2 separate regions of the Tachysurus vachellii genome follow, and region 2 is linked to region 1. A link is a contact called in public Hi-C data. All regions are on one chromosome and are shown on one strand. Each heading gives the region's core, a stretch centred on a gene start, on an enhancer-like site or on the middle of the called end of the contact. The rest is flanking DNA. Distances are from core to core; before and after follow the strand shown.

Region 1 (3,240 bases), core at 218-2,717:
TACACAAAAGCAGTGCCGACCAGTGTAAATACTGTATGTTCAATATTGCGTGTGCAAAAATACTGGAATGAACTCATTAGTATTATAGCAGCAGTTACATGAGGTATTGTAATGTATTTTGCAAAACAGCAATCGACTGAAATGTGAAAGACGACAGAGGAACAGATAGGACAGACAGGAACTCGGTAACCATGATATGGTGGTGGAAAACTATTAGCTTTGATATGCCATGTTGCTGACAGGACCCTGGAAGAGAATACTCATACTGGTTTAAGATGACAGTAAGTGATTCCACCAACCAATTTTCAGATAATAAAATAAAACACTTTTTTAGTTAAAGTAAACATAAAAAAAATGAAAGCAAATAAAACGGAAAATATATTGGATTTAGGGACTGTACACATTTGAAGCACAATACTCCAGTCAGTGACATACATGACACGAGGTACGGCTCACCCGTGGAACGTGTTTAATAATGCTAGATGAAATCATTTTTATTTTATTTCTATAGAACTTTTAACAATAGACCTACTCATGTAGCAGTTGCACAGTAGAGCAGATGGTGATTTATATTTAGATCCTTAATGAGCAAACCAGTGTCAACAGAGTGAAGAGAAGACTCCTTAAGACGGCTTGAGGAAGAAATCTTGTGATGGAACTAGACTCAAAAGGGAACCCATCCTCCTCTGGGTGACACCAGATAATGGAATTTATATTCTAACTCTTCCACAATTGTTTATTGTGTAATATTATTAAAGTGCTTTTAACAATCAACATAGTCACAAAATAGTTTAATTGCAATCTAGATGTTGATCCCTAATGGGCAAGCCAAAGGCAACAGATGCATGGAAAAAGTCACTAAAATGATATGCAGAAAAATCCTTGAAAAGGAAGTAGATTTAAAGGGAATCCATCTTTGTTGATCCTGGAATTAGAAGTCAATATTATTTCACAATTGTATATTATAAATATTATAGTCCAACAGTACTAAGTGTGTTAAATGTATGTTCAGTTCAGCAACAGTTCTTATGTACAGAACAACTTTACAATGTCTAGGTGAGATTATCATCCTTTTAAGAACCAGATCTGTGGATGCAAAACAAGTGATGGTGTTGAGTTGGAATCATCTGTATCGTCTTTATGTCTATTGTATCTACTTCCACAATGGTAGTATTTTGAAGCATTTTGGAAAAAGTTATCCAAAATTGCTAGGAATGATTTCTGGGGTAAAAAAACAACAGAAAAGAAAAGCCTGTCATCAATTTACCACTATTTTCTATTTGGATAAAAATCTATTCTTCTAGATGTCTATTCTGCCTTCAGACAGTCTTTTTTTTAACAAGGAACATGTTTTGATATGTAAACAAATTAGCCTGTGAGATTAAGATGCACAGTGTGTGAATGGAATACATTTGAAGTTTATGACCCTTTTGGATTGCCATACTATAGACTGGGCATTACTCGTCCAAAGTATAGTGCTTCAGTGCGGATGTAGACGACATGGAGGAACAGCTCAGAATTGCAGGGAAAAGACGCACGAAAGCTGCGGTTTGAAAGCTGGGAAAACCCGAGGATCACATCACGGCCTGTACCTGGGGCGGAAAAGTGGTAGGTTTCAACATAGTTTGATCCGTTGATACGGTTTTATCTTGAAAATTTGTAATAACATATTTAGGAGGACGGACGGTGATGGACTAGTTTCGTAAAACATGCACATAAATTGCTTTATATTAGCTTTAGCCTTTAGCTTTAGCCTTTAGCTTTAGCCTTTAGCTTTAGCCTTTAGCTTTAGCCTTTAGCTTTAGCCTTTAGCTTTAGCCTTTAGCTTTAGCCTTTAGCTTTAGCCTTTAGCTTTAGCCTTTAGCTTTAGCCTTTAGCTTTAGCCTTTAGCTTTAGCCTTTAGCTTTAGCCTTTAGCTTTAGCCTTTAGCTTTAGCCTTTAGCTTTAGCCTTTAGCTTTAGCCTTTAGCTTGGCTAGATTGACAGCCTTCTTTCACTAGTTCAAATGGACGTAAGTTAAAATAAATAAGTAACAACAATAATGATAATAGCAGCGCTTTTGCACCGGATGTTGATTTCTTTGATTTGTATGATTTTAACCTTTTTAAATAATAATTATAATAATTATATATTAGTCTGAATCTTGATATATACGAAACATAACAACACCAGAACATTAAAAACTAAATTAATTTTGTCTATCAGATTTTAAGTGTTAATTATGGCTAAAATGCTTCAGGATTGACTGCTTGATTATGATAAATATAATTTAATTACTTCTTAATTCAAACATTTCCAAAAAGAAGTGTGTGTATGTATATATTTATGTCAGTTTTGTTTATATAAAATGCCTTGCAAAAGCATTCAAGTTACAAATGACACACAGATTGTTCCTGGCATTGTTTATACATTTATACTAGGGCTGGGCGATATGGCTGAAAACTGTATCACGATATCAGTGTTTCATATCGGTCGATATCGATAATTATTGATATTTTTTATGACTCGTTTAAAATAAGGACCAGGAGAAAAATATATTCCATTTAAACATTTTTATTTTAAACTTAACCTTCCTCTGATCGTAATCCCCTCAGTTATTAAGACAGAAATGTCAACAACCAGGAAAATTCAAATAATTAAAATGTAAACATAAGTCTAAAGTCACACTGAACACTTAACAATGATCTCTTAACATTTAAGGTACAAAATGAAAGAAAATGTAAGAAATGCTTAATAAAGTGTAATAAAATAGTGCAAAGTGTTAAATATAAACATAGAGAAACCTGAGAAATTTAGTGCAAAATTTAGTGCTAGGAGGTTCACTAGCTGTTCACCTTCTGGTGAATAAAGTGTTTTAAAATATGTGCAGTGTTTTGTAAACATAAATAAAACTGAGGTAGACTGAGATACATCTGTAAAATAAAAAACAAACCTGATACAGTACAGTAACATTGTTTGAAATATAAAACCTGCAGAAATATGAAAAAGTAGCTGACTTTTCCTCTTTTATTTTACAATTTCCTCGCTCGCTGCGGCTCATTTTCTGCTTATTACTGAAGAGGAGGAATCCAGCAGACCAGCACAAGACAACGATATGACGCAACCAAACATGATACTGGTACATGATTGGCTGTTAGCGTGTCACTCCCTATGTTGCTAGGTTACCAGAGAGTGAGTGCCTTTGTTAATGCAACCAAAATTGCTTCGCAACCTCTGATTTCTTCCGACGAAGAATAAAAAA
Region 2 (3,240 bases), core at 316-2,815, 700 kb before region 1:
AGAACACAGATCCACGCTTGATAAATTGCTTATCAAAAGTACTAGTCTAAAACACCTTTTGTTTAATCTCGACCGATTATTCTCTCTATTCGAACATCAGTACAAATCCTCACAATAGATCAAATTGAAGCAGATCTATCGTTCAACTCAATTTTTATCTTGCCGTTAATTTTACATTTTCATTTACAGCATTTAGCAGACACCCTTATATCCAGAGCAACTTACATTATCTCATTTTTTCATACAACTGAGCAATTGAGGGTTAAGGGCCTTGCTCATGGGCCCAACAGTGGCAGACTGGTGGATCTGGCATTCGAACTCACAACCTTCAATTGGTATCCCAACACACTGGACCATTCTGCATTATACTGTGAATCAGACATCTCAATAACTGAACTGTACTGAGCACAACATACACACGCACATCATCTGTATGGACTGCACAGACCTACACCAATACACACACTTCCAATATACATCCATCAACCTGTTTACATGCTGCTTACGTCCATCAAACTGTTTACATGCTGTTTTTGCACACTTTTTTGCTATTTGCACACACTGTCTTACATTTCCGTCGTTTTGCACATACTGTACAATATATTTCAGTCGTTTTCTGTGTTTGCACAAATCCTATACATTATCTCAGGGACCTGCTGCTAAGTAACTGTGTTCATTCTAGTATTACTGCACGCAATATTGTCTGAACATACAGTATTTACACCGGTCAGCGCTGTTTGTTTGTCTTTTGTGTATTGTCTTGTAACTTTTCGTCTGCACTGTCGTTTGTCCTGCACTGTCTTGTCTGTCTTGTCCTGCACTGTTTGCACCAGGTTGCACAGTTGCACATTATGTGGCTAGGACTACTTACTAAGTCCTTAGCCCTGTCTTTGTTTTATGTAGCACCACAATCATGGAGAGACGTTGTCCCATTTCAGCTATATATGGTTGAAATGACAATAAAAGCTTCTTGACTTGACTTGCAAGGAGTTTATACACTAAACTGAGCATCATGCCTTGCCATGGCTGTACTGGATAAAAATAAGTCCTAGTCTAGCATTCAGCACATTTAACAGATACACAATTAAGACTACTGCTCATATAAATAACACTGTACACAAAAGACAAAGATTGGTGAATTATCTCCATTGTATTTTTATTGCTGTATTGTTTGACCAACATACAGGCTTCAGATCATCTCCCATGTTTCATACAGCGACTGTACAACATTACTGGAGAGAGTCGGGACGGAGATCTTTTTGTTTGCTTTCACTGTTAGCGATAACTAGTCGAAGATAACTAAATAAAGCTAAAGCTAAAGCTAAAGCTAAAGCTAAAGCTAAAGCTAAAGCTAAAGCTAAAGCTAAAGCTAAAGCTAAAGCTAAAGCTAAAGCTAAAGCTAAAGCTAAAGCTAAAGCTAAAGCTAAAGCTAAAGCTAAAGCTAAAGCTAAAGCTAAAGCTAAAGCTAAAGCTAAAGCTAAAGCTAAAGCTAAAGCTAAACTTTCTTACCGTGTTGTGTTAGAGTAGGATTGTGGACGCCCACAGTCTGTGTCAATAAAATAGGTCCGGAACCACTAATTCCGAACAATGGTTCCTACCGCGTTGGAAAATTCGATATTTGATTAATTGTCGTCGTTGTAGTTGTTGTTTTTAAATCATTTCACATTGAACAAATGTTTTTAACAATATAATACGTGAATGAAGCAGTCAAAGTTAATTATTAACACAAAAACACACATTTTAGAACATTTCATATTTCTCACAGTGGTTAATGTGCTCCATTAAGCAGAGTAAAAGGTTTTTAGCTCTTATTGCTCTTATTGTTAAACGCTTAGATTATTGTGGTTTATATACTAAATCTAAAGTTGAGATAAATCCAATTCCGTTTAGTGTTTTAAAAAAGTTGCAGGGCTGTCAAGTGTCAAGCATTGAGAGTGACAGTCACGCATTGAGAGTGACAGTCACGCACTGAGAGTGACAGTCACGCATTGAGAGTGACAGTCACGCACTGAGAGTGACAGTCACGCACTGAGAGTGACAGTCACGCACTGAGAGTGACAGTCACGCACTGAGAGTGACAGTCACGCACTGAGAGTGACAGTCACGCACTGAGAGTGACAGTCACGCACTGAGAGTGACAGTCACGCACTGAGAGTGACAGTCACGCACTGAGAGTGACAGTCACGCATTTCGGTCTTTTCTCACGCTCCCGCCACACATCGTATTTCTCACGCAGAAAAACTTTTTGAAAATTTATCATATATTTAATAAGCCGCAGCGCACAAAATGTATCAGTCCGCACCGCTGTCTCTATGGAAACGGGCAGGAATCAAGCGCGTCTCAGTTCTTAGTCGACCCTGACACTTATTAGCCAATCAAAAAAAAGAGGCTACACAATAGCCAATCAGAAAATAGCACTATTTGGGTAAGATTTAACGCAACAACCAATGAAAAAAAAAAATAGCGAGGGTATTTTCGATGGTCGGTTTGTAAAAAAAACCTCAACACGAAACAGCTTGTCTCTGGACTGGACATTGTCCTCAATCATGACCCTAAAAATGGCTGGGCTTGAGCCGAACTGTGGTCTGACTCTGACAAAAGGTCTGACTTTTCTAGTGGTCCATTAAATATTGTTCACTTCCAGCAAATTAAGGGTCATTCGGACATTAGGTTACTATTACCAATCAATTAAACCTCCGTGCACTCTGTTCGTTGACTGGCAACAAGTTCTGTCTCTCTTAAATCTTTCCACTGGTGATCTGATCTGGTGTCCTTTTCATCATGTGGCACAAATCAAAAACTTTGACTTTACCTTCATAACTATTTAATAATCTACGTTATCCAGACTAAACTATAATAGTTAGCTAAACTATTTAGTAGGTTTGCTCCAGTTCATGTTTACACAGACCACTATTATTTAGTGTTTGCAACAAATGTGTAACAGCAACCATAGGCCGATGCGATGGTCTGTGATTGTCCAGGGATTCCATGGCTGCTGACAGTCTCTGTATGATTTGAAGCGCTGTGTGTTTAATATTTTATGACCCTGTATAGGATGTTTACACTTCCTGCTATGCTTCAGTTGCCACTCCAGCAGCCTTTTGTGTTACTTGTTACATAGAGCAACTCACAATATATATGGATCACTCTTTAACTAGTTCCTGGGTGAGTCTCTCATTATCGGCTGACTCTTAAGGCACGCAATACTCATTTTAATCCCCCTTATATATACACACATAC

What was found. Hi-C and Micro-C count contacts between places; a contact is called where the count stands out from the background.
Region 2: a contact with region 1 is called in a Hi-C map of blood, with 8 times the contacts expected there. The contact joins the promoter of LOC132854806 here to the promoter of tbc1d7 in region 1. A contact is called at or near these places in 3 of 3 Hi-C or Micro-C datasets (blood and muscle).

Annotation. Positions count from the first base shown.
Region 1 is chr12:5,534,410-5,537,649 of HZAU_Pvac_v1, reverse strand. It overlaps tbc1d7 (TBC1 domain family, member 7), which reads left to right and starts at 1,467. Exons shown (of 9, transcript XM_060883382.1): 1 at 1,467-1,608.
Region 2 is chr12:6,230,070-6,233,309 of HZAU_Pvac_v1, reverse strand. It overlaps LOC132854806 (zinc finger protein 239-like), which reads right to left and starts at 1,565. Exons shown (of 2, transcript XM_060883425.1): 1 at 1,510-1,565.